Linked DNA regions of Gossypium hirsutum: region 1 is linked to region 2. The links are chromatin contacts, called in public Hi-C maps. All regions are on one chromosome and are shown on one strand. Each heading gives the region's core, a stretch centred on a gene start, on an enhancer-like site or on the middle of the called end of the contact. The rest is flanking DNA. Distances are from core to core; before and after follow the strand shown.

The links. A called contact is a pair of places that touch in the nucleus more often than the background predicts.
Region 1: a Hi-C map of leaf shows a contact between it and region 2, with 2.1 times the contacts expected there. The contact joins the enhancer-like site here to the promoter of LOC107953315 in region 2. A contact is called at or near these places in 4 of 34 Hi-C or Micro-C datasets (callus and leaf).

Annotation. Positions count from the first base shown.
Region 1 is chrA07:12,491,592-12,496,643 of Gossypium_hirsutum_v2.1, forward strand. No RefSeq gene overlaps it. Among protein-coding and RNA genes, the nearest start is that of LOC121203821, 15 kb to the right of the region's middle. Within about 2 kb of position 2,315, at least 5 of the 9 cell types and tissues checked have an H3K27ac peak or open chromatin away from gene starts, as enhancers often do. A contact at or near this core is called in leaf, where this site is marked.
Region 2 is chrA07:12,429,735-12,435,132 of Gossypium_hirsutum_v2.1, forward strand. LOC107953315 (protein RALF-like 27) reads right to left here and starts at 3,836. Exons shown (of 1, transcript XM_016888576.2): 1 at 3,086-3,836. The coding sequence starts at 3,712. The coding sequence ends at 3,377.

The DNA of each region.
Region 1 (5,052 bases), core at 1,065-3,564, 60 kb after region 2:
TAGTCGGTTTGGTCTTGGAAACTTTTAGTCTTTCACAATTAGGTATTTTTTTTTCACTTTAGAATCTAAATTTAGCAATTAATTTTATTTTAGTTTCTATATTTAGATTTTATCAAAATTTAGTTATGTTATATTTTGAAATTATACTACATCATTTTTTTAAAATTTTAAATATATGCTTTTAATTATCAAGTGATGACAAGACATAATTATAGACTGTCGTATCATCAAAATTTTACATTTACTAAGTTCCTACCAAAACATACCAAACTGTCAAACGGGTAAACTACTTTATTAATCACTTTAAATATAGGTCGTTCCTATTTTGGTCATCCCAAATAGAAATTGAACAAATTAGTCATTCCATCATTAAATGGTAACGGAAGACTTTGACAATACATTTCCACATTAATCAATCTAAAATTAGGATAAACTACCCATCAGTCACTCTAAATAAAATTCATTCCTATTTTGATCAACTCAAAATTTTTCCGTAAAAATGCATTGTTAGTCTTATATTACTACTTAATGTTGGAGTTACCAATTTGATCAATTTTTATTTTTAGTTGACTAAATTAATAAAAAATAATAATTGAAGTGACCAAAATAAAAATGGTCTCTATTTAGAGTGACTAACTGTTACCAAGTTTAGATATCAATGTGAACCTAATTACTAAGTTCATGGACTAAAATTTAAATTAACTTTTTTTCTCTCTTTTTTATGGGTGAATGTATCTAGCAGGGCCCTATATTTAAATTAGTCATTATGTATTAAATAAATTAATTTAGTTAATATACTATTAAATTGAATCAAATAAGTACAAATTTTAATATAGTTAAAATTTATTATTTAAAAATTATCATTTACTATTAACAAAGATAATATTTTGAATTTTTTTATTCTACAAATGAAATATTATGTTTAGAGTTAAAACTATAAATAAAAAAAAACCATATTTTTCTTGTCATTTTTTTATCTGTAAATGTTAAATCTTACAATTTCACTTTATTTATTTATTTTTATGTAAAAATATTAAACTGATGCTAGAGAAACAATTTTTTTCCCATTCATATGACAGTGAGATTAGAAGGTTACTTTCACCTTTTTTTATGTCTTATCCATTATTGCTTTAGGACCACAGCTACTGTAAGAGCTAAAAGGGTAATAGGAATAAAAAAAAAGCCACCTTGAATCATTTATCAAAATATCCCATCATCCACTTGCAATGCCATAAAACCCACAAATTTCTTATCAAGTGAGAAAATTAGTTAGAAGAAAGTGAAGAAAAATATGGGAAACAATGTGAAGGGAAGGGGTCTCCGATGCAAAGCAACCTTGACGATAATGATGATGGCCATGGTTCTTTTACTCGGTCAGCAGGCATCAGCATTTTCAGCCACAACCAGCAACAACAACAATAGCAGCAACTTGGCTACCCATTGCGGTGCCTCTACCATGGAGGAATGCTTGGTGGACATCGGCCATGCAGATCATGTGTTCTTCGCTGAGCCAGAGACGAGCCTGCAGAAAGATCCACCTAAATTCATCGATGTTTCTAAGAACAACTTGATTACTCCAAATGATAAATGTGGGAGACCAAGATCAGGTCAGCCCTATAATCCTTGCGTCCCAGACTCTAATGATAGCAAAAAAGGTAACACTGTACGGCAATTTACAAAGACAACAATAGAAATCGTGGATGCAAGTAGAATTATCTTGCCGACTATGGATTTTTTTAGTTACTGTTTATGTAAACTAAATAAAGATTGCATTTTAATTTGCTTAGTTTATACAAGTTAAATTTTGTTATTAATTTTTGTACTTTTGGTGAAAATTGTGAATTTAATTTTTTTACTTTAATTATCTTTACTTTTTGATTTAATTAATTTTAACTTTTAATATTTTGAATTTTAAAATTTTAATATTAGCCAAAACATTAACAGTTAAATTCTTTTGATTAAATGTTCCTATCCAGATTAATACACTGATCGTTTCTCGATTCAAACAGTTAAATTGTCTGATCCAATTCTAACAACATTATTGTAAAGGTAAGTTAATATGGCTGTTAATAATACTAGTGATTTAAGTAAAAATATTCAAATAATTTGATAATTTTTTAAATAATTTAGTGATATTTTATAACTTTTTAATATTAAATAATTAAAATATAAATATACTATTAATTTAATTATATTAGTGCAATTTAATTTTTTTTAACACACATCCAGAAAATACGTCAACTCTTATCCCTGAAAGCTTTGACTATGACCTACCAAAAGTTGGAAATATTGTGTTTTGTCCTTTTGTTTTCAACTTTTTCTCCTGTGGGCTCTCTTTTAATTCTGTAACTGTTGCGTCTGTGAAAACTCCAACCAGTTCAATATGTCCAACCAAAAATTGTTGATCCCGTGTAGACTTCTGTCGGGCCGGGCCTGGTTCTAAAAAGATTTCAGTTTTTGGCTCGGTTTTTGTTTGATTTAGTAAAAAAATTTATTCTCTGCTTAAATAATAATAAAATATTTTTTTATACTTTTATTTAAATTTTATTTAAGTCAAACTAGTTCGAGACATATAATTTTTTGTTCAAACACAAACTGGCTGCTCGATAAAAATATTAAGTTTAAAAAATGAATTGAATAAAAAATTTAGACTACTTTAAAATATGTGTTGGGCTTGGCTTCAATATTCAAAACACAATTCGTTTGGAAAAATTCATTTTCAAAATTATAATATGTTTTTTTCTTTATTTTTATGTATTATGTAATTTATATCTTATGAAATTTAAATATATTTTAGCCAATAAGACCTTACTAGTGATGGCAAAGTCTAAGGCTTAGGATCTTGATGTCTTAGGTTTGGATATGTGTCATTTAAAACTGAAATTGTAATTGTAACTTCAAAAAACTTAAATATATTATACTTAATATAAATATTAAAAAATAAATATGTTAAAGTTTCTATGTTTATAAATTTAATAAAATAAATCATATACAATAGTAATAAAAGCTACGTGTATATAGATTGACTTAAAAAAAAATTAAGCTCATATTTTAAGTTTATTAAATTTAAACAATTATGCATGAAAGTGATACCATATACGAGTCCGCATGAACTTATTCCAAAAGTTTTGGCAAATGTCCCTCTCGAATTTAACATTGAATATTTATAAATTACACTAGTTTGTATTTCCGTGCGATACACAGGTCAATTATTTATGTTGACTTCATAATAATATTTATAACATTAGTTTTTGGTTGATATCATTAATGAATTTTCTAAAAAAGACTTAAAAAATAATGTAATTCAAAATAATTTTAAAAATATACAAGGCTTTTAGTTTCTTTCATTATTTAAACGTTGTTTTCTCCTTCAAAACCTCCTGTAACACATTATTTGTGAGGCATAATTGAATAGTGGATAGAGCCTTTTCATCGAGCTCTTTTCATTTTGATTGATCCATATCTACAGTCTTCTTCTGTGTAATGACCTTTTCAGATTGTTCTGAACCAGTATTTGTAACACCCCAAACCCGGCCTAGACGTTATGGCCTAATCCGGAAGTGTCACATGAAATGGGTTGAAAAACCATTGTCGTTAAGTTAAAACCTTTTTAGTTCATTAGCCTTTAAAGTTATTATTAATTTCAAAGCTTTCTTTCATTCAATCATTTAGAGATAAAACGTGTTTGTAGCGGAAGCTTGTAGAAAAACGTTGTGTCCAGAAAATCCGTTCAAGATTTTAGAAAACCATCACACTTATAAAAAAGTAAAACCAAAAACCCAAAACCAACACCAAAATCTTAAAAGAGTCCAGAGTCCCAAAAAATACAACCTCAATACCAAAACTTAATAACCCAAAACAAAATAAAATAGTAAAATAGGTGGTCACCGTCAAGTCCTTCGCTGCACCGATCTGCCTAAGATTGTAGGTTACCTGTACAGATAAACAAAAAAGGGGTGAGTTTACGTAAACTCAATGTGTAACCCAGCAGAGTTAAGCATGTGTACAAACAGAATATCACAAATGAAACAGATTCACAATCGGGCCTAGGTCCGTGTCAGATACAGATACAAATTCAGGCCTGAGCCTATTTCAGATACAGATATGCAAATTAGATATCAGAATCCTACCCCCATCCTCTACACACCATCTCTGATCATCTCTACACACCATGTGGGGTTTAAAACACCCACCCAGCCCTAAACACCACGCTGTACCAATGCAGCACATATCAAATATAATGCAGTCGTGCTGCCAGATATTAGGCATAATCTGCCTTTCAGAACCCTTCCTCCAATATACATCATCTCACCCCAATCTCAGTATCAGAACATGTATACAGAATTAACATATAAATCATGCTTAACATGCTTTCATAAATGGAGAACAGATAAACAAACATAGGCATGCTCATAACCATATTTCAGTCTAACAGATCGCTTGGTTATAGGGTTAGATAGCATTTACCGACCCTATGGTAGGCCCATAGTTGATTAGGACGACCTGTACGACCATACGAAAAATTTTAGTATGTGGGCCCACATGCCCAGATTGGCCTTGTCCGTGTAGATCACACTACTTGGCCCATATATAAAATGTCCATGTGGCCCACATGCCCAATTTGGCTTAGCCCGCGTGGCTCACACGACCACACTCTAGCTATCACACTGCAGTGTCTTGCGCACGGCCCGACCTTCGTCGATGACATGGTCGTGTCGTCGCACACGACCTACCACACGGCCATGTGACATCGACAGATTACACTTTCAGCTTTCGTCGAATCCCGTTTTTCTACGTTTCAGGTACACACCTGGTATTGTTCGCTGCAAAAACACTCCTGAACAAACCGGCACCTAAAAATGATACCACAAACCTTCCAAAATCAGTTATAATTTTTGATTAAACTGAAATCACAAAACTGATAATATTTCAAATCGAATGTTTAACACTTACTCAAACACCCTGAACGATTCGATTACGATTCTGAACGAGGAGAGCCCCTATCTTCCTGATTCGCTGCCTCCAAAACAGACAATAAGGTTCCAATTGAAG
Region 2 (5,398 bases), core at 2,586-5,085:
TCATATACCGAGTAAAGAATAAAGATTGGACAATTGAACAAAATTTAGTGCTTTTAAGTCTTTGCACTATCCTTGTTTCACAATGATGAGCAAAGAGGGACAGCTGTAAGCACTAAATTTTTGTCCGACTAGAGTTTGTGTTTAATTTTCAAAATTTCAAAAAAAAATTAATAAAAAAATTTCATTTTGACCCCTAAACTTTTTTAAATTTCACTTAGAACCTTAAACTTTCCTTAAATTACATTTTAACCTTAAATTTTCTAAAAATTACATTTAGCCCCAGAAGTTTTGCTACATTTGTGATTTGGTCCTTCAGACAGATTACGTGATTTGGGGCATCCACTTCCCAGATTTTCAAGCCAAAAACATGGGTGGTTGTTCCTTCTTCACCCACTACCTGCAAATGGCATAAAAAAGAAGCAAAATGGTAGAAATAAAGGAGGAGACCACACCAAAAAGAGAGGATTCTCTCCCATTGGAGAAAAAAGAGCAAAAAAATTCCAACAAAAAAAATTCCAGCAAAAAATTTTTCAGCAAAAAAAAACCAAAAAAAAGGAACATTCAGCAATCTAAGCAAGAAAAAAACTTCAATATCCGGCAAGTAACCAAGCAACCAAGGACTAACCACCATTAACACCACAACCAAGCTCCCAAACCGAAACCCACTCTAAATACTCGAGCCAATCGATTATAAGCCACCCCAAAACCCAAACCTCAACTACCCATAGCTTGATTTCACGCGGTGCATACGATAGCTGTTGGTGGCGCGCACGGTAGAAGGAGAAAGAGGGGTTCGGCGGCTTGAAGCTTGGATTTTTTCTTTCTTTCTTTGTTTGATGCTGGAGATTTGTTTGTTTTGGGGGGGTTAGTATTAAAAAAAGAAATATTTTAGTTAATGGGTTGGTTTATGTAAGGTTTGATGGGTTAAATTTAGTTTGGGTTAATTAGTGGGTTGGGTGATGATATGTTAAGTTAGTGGGTTGGGTTGGTTGTGTTGGATTATTAAGTTAGTGGGCTGAGATTGGTTTGTGTTGGGTTGAAGTAATTTGGATTTTGTATATTTTATGTAGATTTTATTTGTAATTGTTCTAAACAAAAATTGGTCTTAAAAAAATAAAAAAACAATAAAAAATATTAAATTTTAAAATGGTCGGGTCAATCTGACTCTATTGGCGGCAATCTGATCTAGTTAAGATCACCCACAAAGGCCTATTTCGACAGAAATAATCAAACAAGGAATACAATGGCGAAGGACGAACGAACCGAGTACGAGACGAGAAAAATGCTTCAAAAAGATACAAAGAGGAGATCAGACAAGAAATCCTAAGCACAATAGATGAGAAGTGGAAAGATGAAGGCCCAATCTTTGAAGCCGAGGATGAGCTAATAGGGAAATTCATCTCTGATGGTAAGTACTTGGTAAGATTGACCTATTTTAAAGAATTTAATGAGAACTTAAATGATGACAATGCTCATTCTAACTCACTTATTGATAAGTGTGATTGGGGAATGTTGTGGTTGGTGAAATTATCATTCCAAATTACAATATTTTTGTCGAAGATATTAAACAATGCCTTACCATACAAGTTGGAGATAAAAAAGAGAATTCAAACCATAGACACTGGTTGTGCGCTGTGCCATGATAGTGTAGAAGATTTAGAGCACCTTTTTACGGACTGTCCTTTTACAAGGATTGTTTGGATTGGATCAAATTTGGGGACCAGAACTGATATCTTGAAGATGAATTATCCTATTGAATGGATTCTCTCAATGTTAAGGCGAATTAAATCAGCAAAGGAGGATAAGGACAACTTCATATTGTTTACCTCAAATTTATGGAGTATTTGAAACCAACAAAACTAGGTTATTTTCAAGGGAAGAACCCCAATTCTAATCGTTGTCATCAACATGGCTGTGGTTTACACCAATAGAGCGATTAAGGCTTATGAGAGTTGGTGTAATTACAAACCGCTAGTGCAAAGTAATTTGGTGACGAGAATGGAGAGCATGACGACACCAACTTATAACGTGTATGTTGGATGGAAGAAAGGAAATGTAAGAGTTAGCGTTGTCATTCTAATAAAATCTCCGGATGATATTACAAAGAAATTTATTAGGAAAATTTTCGATCAATCTTCTAGGATCAAAAGCAAGCTGTTGATTTCCGATTCATCCTTGCATCTTCTTGTCGTATGGGTTTATCATCTGTAGTGTTTTGGACTAAGGATAAACTACTTGGGAAAATTTTCGAAGGAAAAGAAATCAAGGTGAATTGGGAAATCCAACCAGTATGGGATGATATAGTGGTGATGAGAAGACTCTTCCCGTTTACAAGATATTGTGGGAATGATACTAAAGCCCTATACCGGGCATGTAATGTAGCTGCTACAGTACTTTCAACTTGTTAAATTAGATTTGTAAGTATTTTTACTTGTATTACTTGTATGTTTTCATTTTGTTCATCTATCAATAAAAATTTCGAATCATTTTTAATTCGACTTATTCAAGTGTACTTTTATATGATTAAATAAGTAAATAAAATTTTCGAAATTGGATAAAACGTAACTAATAAACAATAAGATATTATATATACCACTATCTCTTCTCCAAAAATTTATGTTAAAAAAATCTAAGATAATATACTGGATGTGTCTTCAAATTTCAAACCCATATGTAAAAATAGATACAATCTTGCAATTCAAGTTCATGATCTGTTTTCTTTGAGAATGAACGTTTAGAATTCATATTTTCAATTTTTTATTCATATACAAAATCAGATTAGTTTCCTTAATTATTTTCCCTCGAATTCATTCAATTTCCTTCGGTTAAAATACTCGAGAGGTCCCTATATCATAATGACTAGATTAAACTATTCCCTCTATTATTAAATAGATCAATTTAGTCCCTATAAATTAAATAATTCCAAGTTATAACAGAATTAACATTTACTATAAAAAATATCTTGAATTTTTGTTTTCAATTGCAGTTCAATTTCAAACAAAATATTTCATTTAAAGAATCATAAAAACTTTAAAAATATTAACTCTATTAAATAGTAAATGATATATATTTTTTAAACAGTAAATATTAAATCTATTCTAATTTAGTCTTATTTGGATCTTTTCGATAGTACAAAGACTAATTTGATCAAGTCTCTATATTACAGGGACCTCTAAGGTACATCACCAATTTCTTTGCCATATCTCTGGTTTTTCACACCATACCTTATGATTATGCGAAGAACACAGTTCTTAAACTCACAATGATTTGTATAAAGTCACAATATATCTACTAACAGAAGAACAGTAACATCAAAAACCAAACACAAAAACAAAACATCAAACCTTCCATATATTTTTAGTCCTAATTTATTTTTTCATTTGACTCCCCTCTTGCAACGATTATATGTTGTACAAGGCCGATAATCAGGACCTGCAGGTTTTATACAATTCCCATAAATATACGCATTGCAAACCGGTTGACGCTGTAACCCTCGATAAGATATAGGAGTATCTGCAGCAAGTCTCCTTCGTTTCACCTCGGATTCACCGAACAACACCACTTGTTCTTCATCTTCGATGAATTCACCAATTGTTTCATCGTATTTCGTAGTGTTTGGTTTGCTCTCAGGAAAGGCTAAAGCTGCTGATTTGGTCACACTGTTGTTGATTAACAGCAAAGAAGCTAATATGAACAATGGAAAATATCCCATTGTTCCTCTTTTGATCTTTTTTTCTTTTTCCGATTTGTTTTTCTGAGTTTGTAGCCACTTGAATAAATAATATGTTGGGAGATTATCTATAAGAAAAAGTTGTAAATTGAGGATAAGTAATGAAAGGGTATGGTTTCATTAATTGGTTTAAGGGTCTTATAGTGGGGCCTTTGCTATTTCATCTTCAAATTTGGTGAAAGAAAATGACAGTGATTTTGCTTGACTTGGTCAAGTTTTATTTTTAATTTTTTAGAAAAAACTTGAAAACTAAGATTAAAATTACCAGTTGGATATATTTTTTTTCTTTTTAATTTTGTTGGTGTAACATTTTGAAATAAAAAATATTCAAAAATAGCATTCTTATAAACCTGAATTTAACAAATTTATTTACAGAATTAATATTTGGATCTGAATTTTAAAATTTGAAAAGTAAAAAGACTAAATTTCAAACTCATAAAGAGTATAGAAAATTATGACATTTTTAAATTAGACCTTTTGATACTAAAATGCCACATATTCAAATTTAATAATATTATTAATTAGATTTTAATTTTTAAATTAAGAATTAAATATAGAGAAGTTAAATTATAAAAAATTCAAAGAATATAGAAACTAATGACAAAATTAAACCTTCGATTTTGCATTGAATTTAGTTCGGTTTCCAAAGACTAGTGCAAATCCCCACCAATTTCGGCCAATGCAGGGGGCAAATGGAAATTAGAACACGAAAGGCCATCACTGAGCCCCAAGAGTACAATAATTATGGTTTGTCAATACATGGAGTGCTGGCATCAGCTCTCTCAGGATAAAAAATTAAAATCCATAGTTTTGGCTAAATAAAATGTTTATTGAATTTTATGTGTCAATTGAACATATCTCTTGTTTTAGGTACATACTTAACCGATTCCTAATCCAATTAATTCCAATAACATGATAAAAATAATAAAACATTGAGTCTCAATAATTATTCTCTAATATTAACCAAATCTCTTACTCTGCTTAAAAAATCTAATTAATAATTATAACTACATAATATATTATAAGTATAATGATAAACTTTTAAATAAATAAATTAGAATCGAAATAGAGTTATTATAAATAAATTCTTTAAAATATGAGTTGAATTTATAGACGTAACATAAAAATTAATCAAAACATAAGCACTACATGAAAAATAATATTAACATATATGAATTTATGGATGATTGTGCATATTGAAATCAATATATGATAAGTTTAAAAGTTATATAAGTCTATAAATTTTAATATGAATATATAAATGAGACTTTTCGGAGTTTAATATTAATAATAATATAAATCACAAATAATATATGTTGGATTAATTAGAACTGAAATAATCTAAATATGAAATAAAATAGGCTAAAAATTGGAAAATAGCTAAACTTAAGTTAAAATAAATTGAGATAAAATTTATACATAATAAAACTTAAATTTAGAATAATTTAAAAGAGAACTCACACATAAAATTTCATATATTTAATCATTCAAACTAATCTTAAAAAACCAATACCCTTTTAGTTGTTCTTAAAACAATATGCTCCAATTAAAAATTCTACACCTCAATGAATTGAGGACAGCTTTTGTATAAGTGTATAGATTATTATGAGAATTATAATGACAAGATTAAGAAAAGCAACATATAAAATTGCTTACTCAAAACATAGA